Regions from separate parts of the Mus musculus genome. Here region 1 is linked to region 2. The links are chromatin contacts, called in public HiChIP or PLAC-seq maps. All regions are on one chromosome and are shown on one strand. Each heading gives the region's core, a stretch centred on a gene start, on an enhancer-like site or on the middle of the called end of the contact. The rest is flanking DNA. Distances are from core to core; before and after follow the strand shown.

Region 1 (4,793 bases), core at 1,849-4,348, 55 kb before region 2:
TGCTAGTGGAGGCTAAGGAGGTTTAAGGTAGGTAACTGCAGTGTGCCAACAGAAAACTGAGAGATAATACCATGGAAATTCAAACATGCTCCTCACCTACCCAACTTGCAGCAGTTTGTAAAGAATACCTACCCTCCCTTCAATTCTATGTCTTCACATATTAGTACCAGCAACTGGGTTCCAGCCTGCAGGCCACTTCAGTGAGCAACTTCAGAGTGCCATCTACCATTCAAAAGCTTAACAGTGGGCTTCAATACCAAAATCAAGAGGAAAATAATGCTTTCTTTTCTTTTTAAGTTTTTGCTTGTTTTGTTTTGAGTATATATGTGACTGTCACATATGTGCAGGTGCCCTCGGAGGCCATCTAATGTAGGTGCTGGGAACTCACTTGAGTCCTCTAGAGGGAAATGTTTTCTTAACCAGTTTTACAACATAATACTGGCAAAGCACACAAGTATCTGCCCTTAATACACCCCTTAAAGAATCCCGAGTCCTGGGCATAACAATAACAGATCCCGAATATGTCAACTTCTCCAAAGCTCAGAAGCTGCACCTTAAGTACAGCAAACTCTGGGTCAGCACGTGGGTTTTCCTGGAAAGTGACTTTACAATGTAAGTTCCTGCACCTGCACCTCAAAGCACATTTATGGTTGACTTCTTTTATAACACTGAACAAGTGGTGAAAAATTTCACTAGCAATACTGAACAATTTCATTTGCTTCTCCACTATCCATTTACTCCCACAAGAAGCGGCAAGGGTGTAGAATATAACTACTCATCTTTTCCACTGATAAGGCCTGAATATCTTACTCATATTGACTACTCTATAATCATCTAAATGAACTCAGAGGCAGCTCACACATTAATGAGCACTACAGACCATCTTTGTGTCCCTGGACTAGGATAAATCAGCCATGACCAAAACGAGACTAAAATAGACCAAAAACAGATTCACCAAGGCCCTGGAAACCACAGCCACTGTCACCAACTACTGCCTCAATGTACAATGACTTGGGACAGCTTGTGATTTTAGAAACATATTCTCAAAAGTGATGGCACACACCTACAGTAGCAGCTACATAGGAAGCTGAGGCTGGAGGATTGCAACTTTGAGCTCAGCCTAAGCAACAGCACAGTAAGAGCTCAGTTAAAAATAATCCATGTATTAGTCTGAGTATATATATATATACCTGAATTAAAGGCATGAGAAAAAGGCTTACGAGAATTTTAGGAGTGGGTCCAGGCCTCGTCCAGGGAATTCATTGAGAATCTCCATGGCTGTTACACAGCCTACAGTTGGTATCCCTTCCGTATAGTCACTGCCCAGTAGATAGGCCAAGTTGATTAGCTTGTTACGGTCCAGTCCTGTATAAATAGCAATCAATCAATCGATCATATATATATATATATACAGAGACAGACAGACAGACAGACAGACAGACAGACAGACAGAAGAAAGGACATACAGACAGATAGATGTTGTTTTGTTTTGTTTTTCAAGACAGGGTTTCTTTGTGCAGCCCTGACTGTACTGGAACTCATTTTGTAGATCAGGCTAGCCTCAAACTCACAGAGATCCAATGGGCCTCTGCTTCCCAAATGCTGGGAATAAAGGCATAAACCACTGCATTCTTTAATATTTTATAAAAATTAATATTATATATAATTTATATATTATAAAGTTTTAATATTTTATAAATTTTATATAACATATTATATAAGCTGTATATGTTAAACCAACATCCGAGGACATATTTAATTTAAAAATAGGTTCTTTTGTTAAATATTCTGTTGAGATTTAAATTTTAAGTAGTCTTATGTGAAATTTTCTATATAAGCTGACCTCTACATTTAGTTATCTAGACTGCTTACTCTGACCACAAGCATATGCATTCAATTACCAACAGAGTACTCCTGCCTGTGTATCTAGTGAGACTCTCAGGTTGAACTTATCTCAATTTAACTCTCCCTTCCTCTTCTCCACTCTACTACTGGCCCAGAACCAGGAATCTAGAACCTTTCCTCCCACCTCCTACATCTAAGACATGCACACTCCTCTCTCTGATGTACCAGACACTACAAGGTTTCAGTTTCTTCTCTCCAATATTAACCACTGTTATCACCACCTCCCCCATTCCCATTGGTCTCCTTGCCTCTCTAGAATATGTATATAAACAAGGTTCTGCCTCAAGGCTTTGAAATCTTTAAGTCCCTCTGACACAGTCTTTGTCAAAACTGTAGTTACAGTTTTCTTCCGATTTCCTTAAGGAGCCTGCCCAAGACTGCCACAAACAAAGCCTCCGTTGATGACAACCCTGTGAGGAACAGCATGTACCCTCCTGCAGCTGCACCTCACCCTCTCTCTGCTTCTTTTCCCCATGGTATACACTAACTGGCAGATTATGACTTACAAACAAGGCCAGCATCTTTCTCCTCCACTAGAGAAAGATATTTCATTCTCACTATTGTCAAGAATGACTGACATGAGAGTCATTCTGTGTGCATTTCCCAAGTGGATGAATGGATGAATGAGAGAGTGGTGATGGATGTGAGTGTCAGGGACACTCACTGTGGCAGAAGTCACAATGGCTCCTTCCCCACACTATGAGAACATTTCTGGTTCACCGCCAAGTAAGTATTCAACTAACCTTGTCAGATGATTTAACTGCAAGACAGACACTAGGATTTTAATTTCTTAAACCCAGTTTTTAATACCCTATGACCTCTCACTCATGCATCAAATGAGTTCCTTGAGAAGAAAAACCACATGAGGCAAATCAGGAGAGTGAATGTGTGGAAGTCTGGGAGATGACCACACTGACTCTTACCTAGTTGACTGTAAAAGTCCACATATTGATAGTACTCTACAAACTTGTTTTTGTTAAAAAAATTCTTATAGACATGCCGGGCCCCAAACAGCCAGATATCACTATCGTCAGTAATCGTTCCAGAAGTCTGGTCAGTGAGGTCCAACATGGCACACTGTGCCTCTGCCTCCATGGGAGCCTGGATGTAGGGAACGCCAAACAGGCGCAGGAGTTCCTGCAGTAAGAGAAGCAACAAGCAGGGGAATGTGCTGTGGGCCTTGACCACAAGGGGGTGTGACAGTATTACACAGCCCTTCTGAGAGGAAGGTCGAGGCTAAGGAAGACCAAGCTAAAGTCACACTTACCTGGCTTTCCAGAAACATCTGGCCTGTTACAGAGGCAGCAATCCGATCTTGCTGCTGTTTTTGCGCTTTCAGTGAATTCTGTTCTGCTAAGAGGTTACTTTCCAGGGCATCCAGTTCCTCCTAAAACATGTTCCCAGCCGCAGAAAATTACAGTCATGATCCAATTATGCTCATTTGTTACAATAAAGCACGCATTTCCTCTGGCTGAAATGACCAATAAGCCTTACAGTGTTTTCCACTTGGGATTTCCAGGCAAGACTGCCCCTTTCAGTGGTCTCATTACATCATATGGGAACCTAACTAAAAACCCCAGGTATAACTTACATATTAAAAGGGAGCTATAAGAAACAAGATGAATTAAAAACAGCTAGTGAATATTTATCTAGCGACTTTTAAAATCTCAAAAGCCATAGACTTGGCTTCCTTGGCACTAAGTTAGAATGTGATATTACCAAATTAATATCTTGCCATTCGTTGGGCATGTCCTCAGCATCTATGTCAGCTTCTCTGTGTCCTTCCATTGCCTCAATGTCAGAGCTGTCCTGTAGGAGGCACTCTGTGTCCCTGGAGGTTCCTTCCTCCAGAGTTTCTCTTGGTTCCTCTGCATCTTTTTCAGAGAGATGTGTAGAAGCCTCGGATGACTCTGTTTGAAGTTCACTATTGCTGACCACACTCTGCACCTCAATGAAACTTCCTGTCCAAAAAAAATCATGATGTCACTTCATCTGACATGAGAACATTAGAGCCACTGTGAAGTCATCAAAGCTTTCTGAGCAGTCCTGAAAAATGTCAAACCCCAAAGGAAATGACTTAAGGATAGCTATAAACATTCAACTCACTAGTTTGCTACAGTGCACCACAGATGCCTATCTGCCACTTCCAACCAAGCGTTTTCAATGAGATAAAATGATCTATTAAGCTCTTGGTCACTAAAAGTAGGAAACAAATTCTCACAGATTTGCATATTAACTTTGAAAAGCTACGTTACATTGACTAATTCTGTTATTAAAACTCAGAGAGACGGCCAGGGATGCAGATAGGCTGACGGCAGGTCTTCACCTCTCCATTTTCTCCTCCAGTCCCATTCCCTCAGTCTCATCCACTACTCTGTAGCAGGACACCTCCCTGCTGCTGTCTCACTTTCCTCTCACCCCATCCCAAATGTATCACAAAGATCTCCAACCTTCCTTGCCTCCACTCATCCTAGTATCCCAGGCTCTAACTAGCATTCTCTGTGAGCACACCAGCTGAGCAGGCTAGGGAAACAGGTAAGCTAACTAAAAACCTTCACCACTCCCTCCTCTCCTCCACACCCAACTCCCTAGTCTCATCCCTCTCTTTGCAACCGAACAGCCTGCTGTGAAAACACCATCCATCTTTTTGCTACATCCAAGAAACACACCTCAACATCAATGATAGACATTACTTCAGAGTAAAAGGTTGGAAAAGATATTCCAAGTAAACAGACCTATGAAGCAAGCTGATGTAGCCATTTTAATATCTTAGAAAATAAACTTTAAATCAAAACTAATCAAAAGAGATAGGGAAGAACACTAAATACTCACTCATATCTACCAAGTTGATAGTTCAACTCTTAACATTGATGCCCAAAACAAAAGGG
Region 2 (4,746 bases), core at 1,696-4,195:
TCACTGAAAATGAAAGATATCAACATTTCCTCATTTGAACCACTGTTTTATGTGAATATCTCTGAAAATACATATATTTATAGGTTTGATGACACAAAGTATATTGTAGAAAATTATGAAATATCAGAAGATATTCACAGAAAATGAAAAAGAATGACCCAGAACCCATGCTGGCACTCTACTTCTTTGCATCCCGTGACTGATCTGCATCTCCACCCTTTGTAGTTAAACTCTGAAGGGCTTCTGCTATGGTATCCTTAGGACTTCACTCAGAGCCTGCTTTCTTAGAATGAAGAAAGCCACAACTACTGGAAACAAGACCATTACAGGCATAGATTATTCTAGTAAGATGCAATGGTAGTCTCAGGGAAAACGGAGTTATGAAGGCTGATTGATTGTCCAGCACTGTATCTGCAGCTATCTGGGGTTTATATCTGCTTTTATCTTTATGCTTATAACTTCATGCCACCCACCCTTTGAGCTGTTCTTTCTAGTCTGATCCCTGCATAGACATCAAAGAGTAAAGTCTGCTACATATATATCCTCATAGAAATTTTCTGCCTAAGGCCCTCAGCTATTGAAGCAAAAGATCAACTCCTTACCCTACATACCTTCTTCTGTCCTTCCACATTACTTTTTGGTTTTCTGAATGTTGTCTTCCTGTAGCCCCTTACTAATTATTCATTCTCATCCATCTTTCAAAGTTATACTCAAATGTCACTTTCTGAAGAACTTTTTTTTTTTTTTTGCTGTTCTAACTAGGCCAGATACCCTATCCATAGTGAGGAACTTTTCTTTCTAGAATATGATTAAGCTTTCTAAATGTGTGTGTGTGTGTGTGTGTGTGTGTGTGTGTGTGTACACAAATGGTTAACTCCTGAAAGTCTAGTTTTCCTGAAATTGCATCTCCAGGCCTAGTCTTGTAGAAGCCAGGTCTAACAAACATTTTTAGGTGTCTACAATGCACTAGGCATTATTGAAATTGTTCTCCCTCGTTTTGATTAACATATTAGGACTTGCGGAATACCACTCAATTTATTCACAGTATCTCATAAGCAATATAAACCCCAAGCTTCTAGGACGGCACTAGAGGAATGACTTATGAAAGTCTTTGGAATGAACAATTCTGTCAAATAAACATACTGTTTGCAAAACCGATATCGATTGCCTGAGTTTATTCTTTTCCATTTATGTGCCTTTCGTGTCTACATGCTGAAGTATCACATTCAGTAGAGAGCTAGACATCCAATAAAATCTCAGTAAAGCCTTCCACATATCACAAACAGTATAATCAATATTCTGCATAGAAAGCAACTGAGACCCAGAAAAGTGTTTTGCTGAGGATTGATAAGAGCTGCTAAGACAGCAGCCAGGTGCCCCCCCCGCCCCCCTTTTCTATCAGCGCCCTTGCCTAGACTACCAGACCAGACCTGGGAGGCCTACCTGTGAGTATGAGATTCATGCAGCACATGATGCCCTCTGGAGTTCAGACTCTGAGGAGCCAGGAGACTTCCCACTGCCCCCTCTTTGAGGCTCCGAAGCACCTGAAGGTGACAAAGGTGCAGGTGGAGGAGAACCGGGAGAGCAGGGATGTTGCAAGTGCAACTGCTGCAGCGCTACTGTGCCGGGTTCCCACTACTGTCCTGCGGTGGCCAACCCAGTGCCAGGCGTCCCTAGTCCCCACTGGCCAAGACCAGATCTAAAGCCTTGTAACCTCCTCCCGGCCTGCTCCCTCACTCCCAGCCGGAAGAAAAGGCTCGCCAGGAGGGGGAGCGCGCAGGCCTGAAGGGGGCCGCTTCCTACGCGCTAGGGACTGGAGAGGCTGGTGGCACGCAGACAGTGACAGCCTGAGAGCTGGGAGGGGAGGCCGCGATGAATGATTATATCACCAATAATAACAATAGCGGGGGGGGGGGGGGGGCAGGGGGAAAAAGAATCCCCTTGCCTTGGCTCACAACCAGGCCGTCTATGTTTTCCACGCCCCTTACCCCGTGGAGGGAGGACAAAGCCTGCTACTCCTCTTGACCTCACTGGCCGAGAAGCGAGGGTGCAAAGAGAGGATGGCCACTGCAGGCCGGGTGCCTGGGATCCGCTAGCGCAGCGTGGAGACCCGCTCCTGAAGAGAGTACAGGGATACCCACGGATGCACCCCCCTCAGGCCGAGCTTTCTTCTGGTGATTTCTATCCCTTACATCTCTCCTCAGAGACTCAGCTCGACCCAGATCCTTCCAGGGGCGCGGCGGGGTGGGGGTGGGGGTGGGGGTTGTCCTGCAACGAGGCAGTGACGGCGCTACGGAGAGGCGGAGCGCACCGCAGTGCCTGGGCTAGGCCCTCCGCTGGGGAATACCTCTGTTCCTGTTGGGTCCCGGAACTCTGGTGCTGGAAGGCAACACCAGATCTGCATCCTCAAGTCTCCTACCCAAGGCCCAGAATCTTTCGTCCCATTGAGCGCACAAGAATAGCACCGAGTGACTGGGTATCATTGATAACACCTAGCCTCCCTTTCAGCGTTTACTATATACCTGCCATTTGCGGTGGATACCTTGAACAAAATATAAGTTGGGAAATCTTTGCTGTGACTCCAGACATGCTAGTTGCGCAACTGTAGTATTTAAGGTTGCCAGAAAGCCGTGCTCCAAAGTTGAAAAAAGAAGTAGAAAGGAAGGTAGGGGGGGAGAAAGGAGGAGGGAGAGTGAGGGACGGAGGGAAGGGACGAAAGTAGTTGGGGGTGAACTCCTGGCAGGATTTCCGCTAGTCCTATGGCGGACTACATATCCCAGGAAGCTAAGGGGCCCGGGACGCGTTTTCCACTCTGACCCACTCATCCACTAGCAGAAGACTTTACTAAGACTGGTCACAGCGCAGGCCAATCCTTCTCCTCTCACCTTGGCTAGAACTTGCGACGGATTCGTTCCCAAAGTGATGCTCTAGTGGCAAGAGTAACACAAGTTTGTCATTGTCCGGAGAAAGTGGAGCCTGCGGTTCTTAACCAGGTTCAGCAGAACGTGTGGCATCCTTCTCCTGGACATGCCACCGCTCGGGTTGTGACATTCTTGGGCACAGCATAGTCCCACGCGCGGACCCCGCACGTCAAGCGACACTTTAGGGACTTTGACTGCTGCTAGGACTGACCACCGTCCTCCTACCTACCCAGGCTAGCTCCGTCCACTTAGCACGTTTGCATTTATTCGTGGATCTTCCAAGACTCGGTCTTGTAAATGTTCAGCATTTCGCTGCTTTCCTGCCTTTTTCTGGGGACTGTGCCAGCACTTGCCCAGACCGGCGGAGAGAGGAGGCTGAGCCCAGAGAAGAGCGAAATATGGGGACCCGGGCTAAAAGCACACGTGGTCCTTCCTGCCCGCTATTTCTACATTCGGGCGGTGGATACCTCAGGGGAACAGTAAGTGGAGAAATGACTCCTCAACTATTTGAGATCGCGGTTTAAAATAACTCGAGGGGTTTTTGTTCCTGTTGTTTATTTTGGTTTTGTCCTTCATCTTTATATGCCCCGACTCGTCTTTACTGCTGTCCATTTACATTCCAGAATTCTCGAGTGCTGTCTACATCTGGTTATAATAGACTTTTCCTTCAAAATCAACTTTTCTCTGTGACTTAATAATTCTGAAATATGTATAGTGTAAATAATATTGCTAAAATAACAGCTCTCTTCTTGGCTGTTTAGATGGGAATTGAGGCTAAACAAATCTCCGTTATTTTTAAATGGGAAAACTAAACACTAGAAACTAAATGCATTCAAAATGCAGGAATATTCAGTCCAAAACACTTGTGTTACTAACATGATGACCAGTTATTTTGATTTCCCCCATAACTAAACATAATTTAGAGTACTGGTATATTTGTTAGACTTTTATTAGTAGTAATATTTTAATTACATGATGTGGGTAGGGTGTATACTCACACCCAAGTGCTGGAGGAAGCCAGAAGAGGGCCTTGAATCTCCTTGAGCTGAAACTGCAGATAGTTGTGAGCCTTAAGGACAATGGATACTAGGAACTGAACTAAGTCTTTTACATAATGGTAAATGCTCTAAACCATTCAGCTATCTCCCTAGCCCCACAGTACTGGATTGTATTTTAAGCCATTAAGAACAATTTTTCAAATAAGGTCATCCTTGAAGTAAACATGTTACAAATGACAAATTGCCAGCTGTGTTGGTTATGAATTAATAATAGTACACTGATAGTGCTCTGTTTGGTATGCTAAATAGATTGCTAGTCTTAAGTGTTATCTCCTGGCAACTATCTAATGAAATTATTTTATGTTATTATTGTTTTCTTTTTTATCTTTGTTCTATCATATTGGTTCTGGTCCTAAAAGCCTAAGAGAGTAATCGAACAACAATATCTTAAAATCAGGATAAAGCAGAAGGTCCAACCTTTACACATTAAAGAGAATAAGTAGCGTGCATTTGATCTTAAAAATAACCCTCATCTCTCATTGTTTTCCATAACAGGTTTACATCTTCTCCAGGTGAAAAGGTGTTCCAGGTTAAAATCTCAGCACCCGATGAGCAGTTCACGAGAGTTGGTGTCCAGGTTTTAGATCGAAAGGACGGTTCCTTCATAGTAAGATACAGAATGTATGCCAGCTACAGAAATCTGAAGATAGAGGTTAAACACCATGGGCAACATGTTGCCGAGTCTCCTTATGTTTTAAGAGGTATTTTGAAACAAAAATTTATGGTAGGATTTGTATACAAAAAGGCATGTCATTCCATCAATAAGA

The links. HiChIP or PLAC-seq counts read pairs in DNA pulled down with a chosen protein or histone mark.
Region 1: an H3K4me3 HiChIP or PLAC-seq map of pro-B cells shows a contact between it and region 2, with 2.1 times the contacts expected there. The contact joins the enhancer-like site here to the promoter of Poglut2 in region 2. A contact is called at or near these places in 2 of 39 promoter capture datasets (liver and macrophages), 2 of 15 datasets of contacts at CTCF or cohesin (large pre-B cells and pro-B cells), 8 of 484 Hi-C or Micro-C datasets (the 63-12 cell line, CD8 T cells, Th1 cells and 4 more), 6 of 115 datasets of contacts at active chromatin or transcription factors (the 230-238 cell line, the SCID.adh cell line, embryonic stem cells and 1 more) and 2 of 9 other capture datasets (adipose tissue and embryonic stem cells).

What each region holds. Positions count from the first base shown.
Region 1 is chr1:44,172,411-44,177,203 of GRCm38.p6, reverse strand. Ercc5 (excision repair cross-complementing rodent repair deficiency, complementation group 5) reads right to left here. Exons shown (of 15, transcript NM_011729.2): 9 at 3,625-3,866; 10 at 3,173-3,292; 11 at 2,829-3,042; 12 at 1,221-1,365. Among named protein-coding and RNA genes, the nearest start is that of Ercc5, 27 kb to the right of the region's middle. Within about 2 kb of position 3,098, at least 3 of the 459 cell types and tissues checked have an H3K27ac peak or open chromatin away from gene starts, as enhancers often do. A contact at or near this core is called in the 63-12 cell line and pro-B cells, where this site is marked.
Region 2 is chr1:44,116,972-44,121,717 of GRCm38.p6, reverse strand. It overlaps Poglut2 (protein O-glucosyltransferase 2), which reads left to right and starts at 2,945. Exons shown (of 10, transcript NM_023645.3): 1 at 2,945-3,400; 2 at 4,475-4,680. The coding sequence starts at 3,219. Bivm (basic, immunoglobulin-like variable motif containing) reads right to left here and starts at 1,750. Exons shown (of 10, transcript NM_144558.4): 1 at 1,444-1,750.